Linked DNA regions of Mus musculus: region 1 is linked to region 2. A link is a contact called in public Hi-C data. All regions are on one chromosome and are shown on one strand. Each heading gives the region's core, a stretch centred on a gene start, on an enhancer-like site or on the middle of the called end of the contact. The rest is flanking DNA. Distances are from core to core; before and after follow the strand shown. Region 1 overlaps Gm26861 (a long non-coding RNA gene). Region 2 holds the start of Chrm3 (cholinergic receptor, muscarinic 3, cardiac).

What was found. A called contact is a pair of places that touch in the nucleus more often than the background predicts.
Region 1: a Hi-C map of liver shows a contact between it and region 2, with 2.6 times the contacts expected there. The contact joins the enhancer-like site here to the promoter of Chrm3 in region 2. A contact is called at or near these places in 7 of 484 Hi-C or Micro-C datasets (cortical neurons, embryonic stem cells, liver and 1 more), 1 of 115 datasets of contacts at active chromatin or transcription factors (liver) and 2 of 9 other capture datasets (liver and pancreatic islet).

What each region holds. Positions count from the first base shown.
Region 1 is chr13:10,442,059-10,448,772 of GRCm38.p6, reverse strand. The region is part of intron 3 of Gm26861 (a long non-coding RNA gene); the gene reads right to left. Among named protein-coding and RNA genes, the nearest start is that of Chrm3, 85 kb to the right of the region's middle. Within about 2 kb of position 2,907, at least 4 of the 459 cell types and tissues checked have an H3K27ac peak or open chromatin away from gene starts, as enhancers often do. A contact at or near this core is called in liver, where this site is marked.
Region 2 is chr13:10,358,548-10,364,970 of GRCm38.p6, reverse strand. It overlaps Chrm3 (cholinergic receptor, muscarinic 3, cardiac), which reads left to right and starts at 4,168. Exons shown (of 5, transcript NM_033269.4): 1 at 4,168-4,707. It overlaps Gm26861 (a long non-coding RNA gene), which reads right to left and starts at 5,492. Exons shown (of 7, transcript XR_001780860.2): 1 at 5,035-5,492.

The DNA of each region.
Region 1 (6,714 bases), core at 1,658-4,157, 85 kb before region 2:
AATTGAGCAAATATATATATATTCCTTTATGCTACTAACAATACTCAAGTAGCTAGAATAAGGATCCATAAACTTTGTTTATAAGGGGAAAAGTTCCTTTAAGATTTTTTTCAACTTACCTACACACCAGAACAAGCCTGTCCATACTCTGGATTTGGGCAGCTTGTGGTGTGGACCTAATGTTAACATAATGGTGCCTAGTGGTCCCTCCCAAAGTAGAGTTGAGAACAGCATGCAAACAGCAGCCAGCAGTTGTCATTTTAGAGTCAGTTCTTCCTCAGTCAATTTTTGCACCTACATGGCAGTTCATAATCTATAACTGTAGTTCCTGTAATTCGAGGGATCCAAAGCACCCTCTTAGCCTTTGCAGGCTCCAAGTATGCATGTGGTACACATACATGTATGTTGCAAAACACTCACACACATAAATCATTAAACAACAAAGTATATTAATTCAAAAATTAATATACTTTGTTTTGCCTACTCAAAACAAAGTTCATAGAAGTAATGCATATCTGAAAGGGAGACTCCTCCCCACACATGCACATGTGACTATTCTGCTATGAGTAGGTCCAGTATCAGTCTATGCATTTACAGCTTGGTCCCCTGGGTCGTGCTATTGGGAAATAGTGGAAGCTTAAAGAAGTGGCACTTTACAAGTGGTCCTTAGGTCACTGGAAATGGAACTTTGTCTTTTCTTTTAACTATCTGTCCCTGCTTCATGGATCATGGTACAGTCAGTTAGCTCTACTATGTACTCTGACCTTCATATGTTTCTCTTGGCAGAGACCCAATACATCAGAGCCAGTGGATCATAGACTGGAACTTCCCTAACCATGAGCCAAGACCTTTTTTTCTTTATAGGTAATTTGCTCAGATACTTTGTTATAATGACAGAATGTTAACTAGTACCTTATTGAAAATCCTCTCTAATATTTCATGAAAAGATCAAGAAGGATATTTAATAGAATCAGGTGGCAAGTGATCATGGAGGAAACAAGATCTGTGCCGTCTGTATAGGCCTTGGATTTCAAAAGTTAAAAAGGTGAGAGAAAGCAAGAAGAAATGCCACTGAATTCTTTTAATTGGAAATAAATCTTTTAAATGGAGTATCTCATAATTGGAGATCTCCTCGGGAGTGCCCTTGGATTTTGCTGAGACTAAACTCTGCCTGTTCACAGACTGTAAGGTCTTCCTCAGGTCTCATGAGCTATAGGGAATGAATGGAAAAGCCTTAAATGGTCCTACTTTTGAGACTCAGTGACCTTGCATTTGTTTTGTTTTGTTTTGCTTTGCTTTGCTTTTTTGTTTTGTGTTTTTTTTGTTTTATTTTGCTTTGTGTTGTTTTGTTTAGCTCCAGCACATTCCATACCTGAGCAGAGACTCACACCCAAATTTCTAAATTCTCTTGGCTAAACTTTAAAGGTTTTTTTTCATATTATTTCAGTAAGACCAATTTAGTCTCTGGTAAATCTAGAGATCCAAATTATCTCCAGAATCCACCACAAGCAAATGTTAATGAGCACTTGATATTGGTGAGTCTCTGTCAAGGGTAACACCTGTGTGTCATGACCTGGAAGATCCATAAAGGGATCCCAAAAAGAATGACTTAAAAATGTTCAAACCTTAGGATGAGTTTTGTGTTAAAATAATATCCATCTTTTATGGAGTTCGTGTTCTTACTTTCAAAGAAATGTCTGCTGATTTTATAAATGTATTTTTAGTTTAAAAAAAAAGATCCATATATATCTGTATAGATAATTCTACCCTTGTATACAATGACCAATGTAAAAACAAACAAACAAACAAAAAACAACAACAACTGTGAGTTCTCATGCTCTTTCCTGAAAGAGATCGTCCTTTGTGTCTGAAGACAGGAAATGAAGTAGTGATATGTGGTTGTGATGGATTGAGTGTCCCTTCTAAAGCTCAGGTTGAAACTGAATCCTCATAGTAGCAGTGTAGCAGGAGACTTTAAAGGACTATGAGGTCATAAGGGCATATGCTCATGAATAAATTAAGACCATTAACTGGAAGTAATGGGAGTGGGCTTCTGATAGAAGAATAGTGTGACCCAATTTCTCTGTGTCACTAACATTGCCTCTCACTGTAGGACATCCTCCAGTATGCTGTGAATCAGCAGGAAGGCTCTCATGGCACACCTGCCCCATGGCTTTGTGCAGCACTGTCTCCAAAGCTGTAAGAAACAGATTATTTGCTTTCTATAAATTGTGCGGTCTTCAAGTATTCTACTCAAAAGAAAAAAGTAAGATGATTTTTTTGGCATGGCAGCTAAAATATACTTGACTTTCTTTTCTATTGTATTTTATTGACTTGATGGCCGTCAGTCATTTATTTTCTATGTCCTCATCATCTTGGGCTGGCAAACTTCCCTTTCTTCTTGTTAGCTGAAAAGGTTGAGATGGTATTTAAAAAATGATAAAATGTTTTATGTATCCCATTTTGTCATATGAATCTGTTCTGACATCTCCCTTGTTTTTCTAAACCTTTCTTCTTGTAGAAAATTCACCCCATAACATCATTTGGGTGTCACTGAAGCCTTCAGGAGACAGCTAGTTGTTCTCTTTAAAACTGAATTCTGGGGATAAGAATAAAGTGTTCTCTACAGGAGTGAGTAGAGTTTCAGTTGTGAACAAGGTCTGAGCAGTCAAGCTCATTTACTTAAATTGCTGCTCTTAGCTTCATAAGAGAAAACATATTCCCTTGACATGCAATTTAAGCATTACATCTTTGCCCATCAAAGGCCATTTGTTTAATGCTTAGAATAAAGCAAGTGGGGAATGACTTTCACTTTAAATAACTGTTCCACATGTTACTGACCTGATAACTCAGTTACTGAAAGCCATGGGTCCAGGCTATTAACAATTAACTAAGGTAGGCTGGGTTTGTGACAAGCGATAAGAATGACCTTGTTTAATAATCCAGTTCACAGATGAGCCATGAAGTCAAGGCAGCTGTCTGCATCCAATTAGTCCCAAACGTGCACACAGAAAATGAGAGTCTTCACCAACTCCATTCTAATATTTACAGACGGTTTTATTATTCTCTGGAAGGGCTGGTTGTAAGGAAGTTTGTTCTGTGTAGTTGGATTCGTAAAATGGCATCATTTGAAGTACTTCCTGCTAAGGGTTGGGAGGAATCTTTGCAATTTCAGAAACACAATCAAAAATCTCAATTCATATCTGCAATATTTGGTCTTCAAATGATTTTATGTCCCCAGAATATTTCCTCTGCACCCCACAGTAAATATTCTGTTGATGATTTCCATTGAAACCTATTTTTACTAACACTGGAGTAGAAAGAAAACCATAAATATTACAGTATTTTCTCAAACTGAGTTGTGCACCCTGAGGTTTTCTTTTCTCTTAATTCTTAATTCCTTTTCTTATTGGTCTATGTTCAGCAATTATTCACATATGAATCACTTAGATTTTTTTAACCTCTAACACAAAAATATAACTGCCAAGAATAAATATGAATGGAAAACTGTATTGTGAATTGGGAAATAGCAATTTTAGTAGTTAGCCTTCCATTGAAGCATACACAACTAGAAAAGGGACCCTAACTCACTATGAATTATTCAAGAACAAGGAGATGTATGTATAGTGCTTATGAAGGATTCAAGAGGAGATAGGTACACAAAGACCGTCTTGGTACCCAGTGAGCCCTTGAAACACTGCTAGAAGCAGTTTTCTTAATTATAAAACTCTCCAAAGTCCTTCTGATGTGTAGAGCACATCCTTTATCCTTTACATGGTTGGATGGAGTGAGGGGATTTCCACCCTTACTAAGAGTAGAGCTGTATTTAGATGAGTTCAATCTATAATCCAGAAACAGTTTAGAGAATGATGAGCTGTAGATTTACATTTGAAAACAATCAATATTTTAGCAGTAATTATGCTTGTAGAACTATATAAGAGACATTGATCTTGAACATAAAGGGGGGGGGGAGTGAGCTTACAAAGGAATGTCACATATGACAGGACAAGCGGAGAGTTATATTTAAACTATCGTGCATATCATAGACTCAGAATCTTTAAATTAGCAGAACAGAGCTCACACAGTTCAACTACCTCCCTTCATAGCAGAGCAATTAAGCACTGAGGAATTCAATGATTTATTTAAAGCTTCACAGCATGTTTCCTGTCGCTCATCAAAATAAAGAGAAAATATGTTAGCCTAAGAAAACTTGCCTTAAACAAAAGCGGCAATTTCTGGTCATGGGATATTAAAGAAAGTTAAAAATAATTTCTTAATGTAGACAATGAAGGGATTCTCTCAGGCCCCTTCCTTCCTGTGATTTCTCTTAATGAGGAAGGAACTTTCTGAGTTGACAAATAATCCTTGCTGGAAGCAGACACAAGAGCATGCTCCATGAAAAGGAGAAAGGGGGAAGGGGGAGGAGGACCTCAATGGTTCAGAGCTTTGTGAATCCTTTCTATCTTTGCTAGGGAATATTTTATATGGAAAGGATACAATAGTACATTTACTTTCTTTGACGCCTTAACAATCCCGGCCTTCTTAAACAGCAGGGTTGTTCCTGTGCTTACGTGAAGAAGTGTAAACCTGTTCTATATGAAAGGTAGCAAGGGCCAGAGAAATGGATTGGGGTTAAAAGCACTGGCTGTAGTTCCAGAGGACCCAACTTCAATTCCCAGCACCCATGTCTTATCTCACAATTGTCTGAAGTTCCAGAGGATCTAACATCACTTTCCTGTCCTCCACAGGCAACAGGCACACATATGGTGCACAGGCATACATGCAAACAAAACACCCAACGACCACATAACTCTGCTAGACCAGAAAACAACCACAATTGGCATATAAAGAGCAGCTAGAATTCCTTCTTGGCCCACAGTTAACAGTGTTTGCTCATATAGAGCAGGCCAGTGCCCCTTTGATTACTGCACATATGTACTTTTGGTCTGTTCTCATCTGCTACCTAATTAAATGTAAATATTATTTCAAATTGTAAGGCAATGGACTAGGTGTCTCTACATATCTGTTTCTTTGATCAGGTGCCATAATGGCAATTGAATAGAAACTCTTGTAAAAGGGGAAGAATCCAAATATTCCCCTCCAGCTTTATCAAGAAGCCAAAGTGAGGTAATTTAGGTGAGCACCTTTTGCAAACAGTGGCACTCTGTTAAATAGTATGAACTGTTATTATCATTGTGTTCATACGGATTACCAGCAGTGTGATAATTATTAACATGACATTGCACCAAACGTCCTGGTTAATATAAGAAGAATCTAGAGCCAGAGAGGTGACTTAGGGGGATAAATGCTTGTTGTGCAAGCAGGAGCCCCGAGTTAGGATCCCTCAGGAGTGTGTAAAAAGCTAGATATGATGGTATATGCCAATAATCCCAGTGCTGGGAGGTGAACACAAGAGAAACACTGGGCTCCCTTGCCAGCCAGTCTGGCCAATTGGTGAGCTGCAGGTTCAGTAAGAGGTCTGGTCTCAATAGAAAGGTAGATAGTGACTGAGGCTTGATCTCTGGCTTAGACAAGTTCTATCTATCATCTATCCAACTATCTATCTATCCATCCATCTATCTATCTATCTATCTATCTATCTATCTATCTATCTATCTATCTATCTGTCTGTCTGTCTATCTAATTTTCTCCCTCTCATGCATATATATATATATATATATATATATATATATATATATATATACTGTACACAGACACCACACACACACACACACACACAAAAGCAAAATTATACAGAATCAAAGCATTGATAAAGCAACATGGCAACAATACTTACCATATGGCCATTGTTCACATATTATCAAATCAAGTACAGAATATTCCTATGAGATCTTAAAAGAAATGCAGTTGGAGAAGAGTACAAAGAAAAGAATGAGTTAGTACCTCTTGAAAATAATGTGAGAAGTAATTGCCAAGTTAAATTTAAACAAATTGATAGACAAAGGATCCTAGTTTGGCATAGAATACAACATAAAGAAGTTGAGGCAACACCAACATGCCAGCAGTCATGACAGGGCGTGATAAGTCTAATACCAGAAAGAATGATATGAACTTTAATCCATGGATGAAGAATTACTTTGATTATATTCTTCATGAAATATTTCCACATGCAAGTCATCCACACGTCTCTCAACTTCACTACACAGATGCTCTCTGTATTGTTTAGTCACTACTGCAATCAAATACAAGACAGAAGCTGCTCATGTGTGCTCTTAGATCCAAAGTGCACATTATCATTATGCGGGGAACTGAAACAGTTTGGTACCTACAGCAGGAGCTTATGGCACATCTCACTCACACTGTGGAGGATAGCAGAGGGAAGACTGGAATCTGGGCTCTTAAACTCTGCCCTTTGTATCCAATGCCTCTCCATCCTGAGGCCCCATATCCTTTCAAAACAGCATTGTCATCTTGGAACCTAATGTCAATACACAGAGTACAGAGGGCATTTGGTATTACAAACCTAACACTTTCTCATGGGTTCTCTAGTCTGTTCTCGTTCTGCAATGCCAACTTGATACCAAACTACCTTCTTTATATGTGTGCACAATAATTGATTTATTTAGGTCCATGTAAACATAAATCCTTGCTCCCCTCCACACACACACACATAATATCTTGGCACTCTAGTTCTCTTTCATCTTAGTAAATGGCACCACTGCACCCCAGTCCACTTAGTCTGCCATGCTTGAA
Region 2 (6,423 bases), core at 2,919-5,418:
TTGTAGAGAGTCTAGCTTATAGTTTCTTTTTCTAATGAACTTCCAGAGCTGTGTTCTAGCCAGTGGCATTATTGTTGACCACAGTAACCTTTCAAAGAACCCCCCCCCCAGTCCAAAGTCTTTATACATATCTATCTCACATGTGTTCTTTATAGCCAGCAACCACACATCTAAGAAGTTGCTTTTACCTAGGAATTTTTAAGATTTCTAAGGTGTTCACCAAAGTCTTTCCATTCTGGAAGGACCCAGATTCAAATATTTCCTTGAAAGGCATGTTCTAAAGAAACTCCACATAGATCTCAGCCTCTCTGCCCCACACTCCATCTACCCTCCAGAAACATAGGCCTTGCTGCATGTGAAGATCTCAGCCTCCTTGCCAACCACCAGCTCTCTTGTCACGTGTTTTCACCCAGAAAACTGGCCTGACCCTGCTGAGCTTTCACCTCTCTGTATTTTTTTTCTATTTAAGGAAAATATGTTTCATAAAGAAAAAAATAGGAATATGCTCATTCAATGTAACCTCAATACCCTAAATTCCAATCTTCCATTGGCCATGCTTTATACCTACATGTATTATTTTATATTGTCTTCACAGAGCTTTGTAGCTATCTTACAGCAGAAAGAGAAGTATTTGATTAGCTACTTTTATTATTTATAACCAGAGGGTTCCCCTTAGTAACTGAATCTTATAATTTTACTGTATGGGTTTATTTTTTCTTTTTTAGACAGTAAATATCTAGGATGTGTTTAATGTATACAGAATATCAACATATATTTCATCCTCATTTGATCTGCCTTCTTTCAGATCAGTATCTAAGAGTAGATATTCATGGGTGTCTTGCTTTTGACCTGTTACAAACTAGCATTGATCTTAGTCCAGCTCATGTTCAAATCTAGCAAATACACGTTACACTTTCCGCTGAAGTGCCATTGAGCAGTAGGTCTTCTGAACAAAAAGTCAGCAAACTCAGAAACAAATTTCTTATTTGAATCAAATATAATCTACTTAACAAGAAACTCAGGGCAATTCTATCCGAACTGTTAGTCTGTAGTTTATTCAACACAAACATTAAATTTTCATTTATCATGTTCATAGAGACAACAGGAAGAATGCTTAGGATAACACACACATGTCACTTATGCATGTATCTGAGCAGAGATGATTGTTTTGCACACACACACTCACACACACACACACACACAGAGAGAGAGAGAGAGACAGACAGACAGACAGACAGACATATATTCCTAAGGTGTAAATATTTCCTTTCCTCTCCTGACTATTCACAATTGATTTATTTCATGGCTTCTTTAGAGAACTACTACTGAAGCTTATCCTCAAACAAAAATGTAAATGAGGAAAATACCTAATAAAAATATTTTTAAAAAGAAGAAGAAGAAGAAGAAGAAGAAGAAGAAGAAGAAGAAGAAGAAGAGGAGGAGGAGGAGGAGGAGGAGGAGGAGGAGGAGGAGGAGGAGGAGGAGGAGGAGGAGGAGGAGGAGGACTTGACGACGACGACGACACTTGGATGTTTCTGAAAAGCATGATCCACAGAGCCTGGTCTATGGATTCACCAAATACTATTGAAGGCACCTGTATTCATACCAGTGAGAGTGCAATATAACTTAAATCCACTTTCCTATCAAATGAACACTTACTTTCCTTACCCTTTTACCTTTGTCTTGCTTTTCACTATGGGATTTAAGGGCCCTAAAATGGAATACATACCTCACACTAGATATAGTATATGTTTCATGCATGTTATCATTCATTCTTATAATCCACCAATTAATATGCCTTTTATCAATATATTTGGCATAGTGGTTGTGAGACCCTTGCAGACACTTAAACCCAAAGGTGTTCAAGACCCCTATATAAATGTACCATTCATATATGGCATATGTTCTTCCATTCTTAAATCCTCTCCAGATTACTTACAATACTAATCACAGTGCAAATGCTATATAAGTAGTTATTATACTTTATTGTGCAAGGAATAATAATAAGACAAAACCAAGTACATGATCAGAATAATAAAACTGTTTTTTCCTTGGAGTCTCGTGTATCCTAGGCTGGCCTCCTCCTCCCTGTGTAGACAAGGATGACCCTGGACAGCTGATCCTCCCAGATCCATCTTCCCAATGTGGTTATGGATATGAGCCACCATGGTTTCTGTGGTACTTGGAATCAAACTTAGGACTTCATGCATGTTTAGCAGGTACTCTGCCAACTAGAGCTGCATCTCCAGCCCCAGATGAACTTAAAACAAATGCTTTCAATGTGTGGTTTGAATATTTGTTTTGAAACGTGGAAGAACATGTGAAGACAATAATCATCTTACCAACTGAAAGGGACGGAAACAAGAGTCTGCTATAGGATTACTGCTTCCCACCTCAGCACCCAGCATGCAACTCACCTGAGAGCAGCCACAGGCCTCCTCATTAGAAATTTTCTTTTGACTTGAATTCCCTCTAAGAGCAATTTAGTTGTGTTTCCCTTAAGGACTGTTCTACCCAGGAAAGACAGTCATGAAAGGAAGTGCCGTACTAACTATTCTATATTCCTTGACAAAATTTCCATATCACATCTCTCTCTTCTGTTTTCCTTCTTGCTCTAAATAGAACCAAAAATAATGTTGCTTCTTTTTAAACTGTGAAGTTTTGTTTCCTGTTGTGCACACCTGTACTCCTTCTCTCTTATTCCTCTGACCTCCTGCTTCAGCCTTACCTCTCTCTCTCCTTTCTTCCTTCTTTGCAGTCCCCCTTGTCTCTTCTTCCCAAAGACACTGTTGCATTGGTCCACTCTTATTTATTTATTTAGAGATAGGCTGTCTGTATGGCCCAAGCTAAACTTGAACTCATGGGCCATCCTGTCGCAGACTGCCAAATCCTAGGGTTACAGGCGTGTGCTTTTATAAGAATGTTATATCATCATTTTTATCTGTGTTTAGGAAAAGCCACATACTGCTGCAGCAGCAGCCTCCTTAGTATCTAGTACTTTGTTAGAGCTCGCTACTCTGTCCTTATTTAGTTACTTGACATTAGTCTATAGTAAGTAATCCCCCTTTCTCCCAGCTTCACATTCCTCTGGAGTTGTATATGAATTTAAAAGCCTGGCTAGGTTTGCCAGAAATCCCACCACATGGGAAGAGGGGGGAAGAAAGATCAAGATGGGAGTTCAAAGCAGACCCCAGGGAAGAGGAGGGCTAGAGAAGCAAGAAACAAGGAAAGAAGGAAAGAGGGAGGGAGAGAGAGAGGAAGAGCAGGAAGGGTCAGGGATAAAGAAAAAGAAACAAAGAGAGGAAGGAAGGAAGAAGGGAGAGGAAGGTAGAGAGAGAGAGAGAGGGAGGGAGGGAGAGAGAGAGAGAGAGAGAGAGAGAGAGAGAGAGAGAGAGAGAGAGAGAGAGAGAGAGAGACTAGTGAGACTGTGGTTTAATTTTCCTGGCTGAAAAAAAAAAGTGTGCACACATGTGCATATGCACGCAGACGCGTTCTTTTCAGCAGTGCTTCTCTAATTTCTCCTAAAGTGTAAACTTCTGGGGAGCAAAGCTGCCCTGTCCTCTGCTACTTCGCTCTGCATAAACAAACGCTCTTTAAATCTCAAATCGTACACGCACCATACTGTCCCCTTGAGAAAGGTTGCCAGCCGGCTCCTTTATTTTCTGGAGCTGAGGTTCACTTGTCCATAAGTTCAGTCCAAGAAATCGCATTCTTCATACCCTTCTAAGCAATTGAAGGAAACCCACTTCAGACTTCAAATGGAACACGGAAACATCTGATCAACATCAACCCTTGAAACACTGAGCGCAAATAGGGAGCACGTGAGGCCACGCTGGGTGGGTGGAAACTCCTCGCCCAGGTTCTGTGCCCGGCCTCTAGCGATCCTATCCGAAAAGTACCCAGGATCTCCCTGGGCTGGTTTCCCTCGCCCCTGCCAGGCGGAGAATACAGCCAAGCCAGCACGCGGGGAGAAGCGAGGAGCCCGCGGTGCCACTGGGCATGCTCAGAAACAGAGCAGGTTTAGGGCTCCAGCAGGCAGCTAGTGAGTTACACTGAAAGAAGAAGGACTAGGAGGAGGAGGAAGGGGAGGAGGACGAGGGCAGCAGTAGCCACGATCGCCACCACCAGGCAGAGGAAGAGTTCATGAGGAGGGACAGATCTCCTCCCACTTGGAGCGCCTTCTGTCTGCTTTTGGAGAAAAGAATAAAACATATACAAAGAGGCAGAGAAAAGGAATGAGAAGTGAGAGAGCAGGAGGGTAAAAAAAAAAAAAATTAAGGCGAGATCAGAGAGGGCTGGGGTGGGCAGGGGCGCGCAGGACGCGGGGGCGGACTAACCGAGCCCCAGTGCGGTCGCCCGGGCAGGTGCCACGGCTGCTGCCGAGAGGCGGCATGTGACGCGCGGCCGCAGCTGCCCGCGGGCGGAGCGCGCTCGGACCCGGGAGCGCAACCGCGGGCCAAGTCGGCTGCAGCCGGGAGCCCCGCACTCGCGACCGGCCGGGAGGAGCCCGCAGCTGCGCTTGCACCCAGAAGCCGGGCGATGCAGACAAGGGCGGCTCCGAGGCACGAGCGAACCTGAGGACAGTCGCTGTCTCCGAACTCCCTGCTGCGAGAGACCGAGGTTCGGTAGAGCGGACTGGACAGTCCGGGAGATTCGGGGAGGCGCGGAGGACTGGAGTGGGACAGCCACCTGGAGCACGGCTGCCAGGTAAGGACGTGCGCTGCTCGCTACCGCGCAGTGCAGAGAGGCTAGCAGCGAACCTGACCCGGTTTCTTGCCTTATCTGGTGGTGAAATAAGGGGAAAAGTTTTCTGCCTCCGTAGGAAATTTGTTTGCTGGTGGAGTTTAAAGGAAGGACTGAGGAGGGACGAAGAGAGGTGGTTTTGTCAATCTAGGGGAACAGGAACTGGATATCTGTCTGGTGAGGAGTTGGAGCGCAGGGACGAAGGGTGGAGAATGCGGAGGTGGCACCCGAGCGCCTGGGAAAGACAGGGGCAGGCGGTCAGTGGCCAAGAGAGCACCCCTGTCAGCTCACCCGGATCCCTTGGGCTTCTTTTTTCTCTCTCATAGGCAGGATCCAAAAGCGAAGAAGGGAGCGCCAGAGCTGTTTGTCTGGGCTCCTGTGTGCTGGGTCCTCTGTGGGCCTTTCAATACCGTTTTAATTTTTTTTTAGGAAAGCTAAGTCAGATCCCTGCCAACCTTGCAGCGAGGGACGACTCTTGGGGTCACTTTTCTGGAGCGAAAAGGCGGTTTTCATTCCACGCCTGGTGACCTGGGAGAGGGTACTGCGCCAGGGCGCGAGTCTACTCTGGCTCAGCCAGAGCTGCTAAACTATACCGGATCTCTTCTCCGGAGTCTTCCCGCTCCTTTCTGGCACAACCTCGTTTCTGTGCGCAGCTTGTTTCTATGTGGTGGTTTTTAAACCGCTGAGGTCAGGGAGATGGTTGACCCAAAGGGGTAGAATTCACTTGTCCACTCCACGCTTTGAGTATTGGAATTGTGACGCTGCCTTGTCTGCCGGTGTGTGAGACTCTCCTTGCACGCAAGGGTTGGAAGTAAGAGAGGAAAGGAGCATTGGGGACTCGCATCCATATGGATGCATTTTTCAAAACCGCAGACCTTGTTTTGTGGATAAGTGTTTTGAACCTGTCTGAAGTCTGTAAGCATATATGCCACCATCCACCCACCCGACTCCACTGATATTCTTGACAGGGTTTTGAAAGGGTGGCAGACTCTGCTGTTAGGGAAACTGACCACTTCATTGTGAGCTTTCAACAGATCTTTCCTTTCCCTCTTTGCCTCTGAGGTTCAACAAGATAGGAAATGTACCATTCCTGGACACACACACACACACACACACACACACACAGCACTTTGCCCCCGCCCCCACCCCTTTTTGGGTTACTATTTGAAAACAGAACATATTCTTAAAAGCCTGCTTAATAATTATGGAGTCCAGAGCGTTTCATATTGGGAAAGCACTTATTCTGCAGGAACGGTTCAACACGGTTTCCTGTGTTTAAAACAGTGCTAGTGGATTTGCTGGAGAGATCTTACAGGAAGATATACCTTTCAAAAAGGAGAAAGGGGAGCCTGGAAAAATGCACACATGGATGCGGTGGATGAATATTAAACAGGAATGAGGTCTTTCCATTGCTGTGCCACTCGCTGGTGGCTCCCTGCTGTGGCAGGAGCTGGTGTTGGGACGTATACATGTGCAGGGGTCATGCTTACCTCTTCCATGTGTGATCTCATAGGCCACAGAAGTGGAGTGTGAACCCCACATCTACCACTTGATAACTCTGTCTTTAGACGATGTTTGTGTGGCTTGCCTCCGTTAGCTTAACACGCAGTTACCTACTGTTAAGCCAGAAGGCATGTCATTTCCGAAGTTCTGTAAGACAACACAACTTTAGCAATGGAT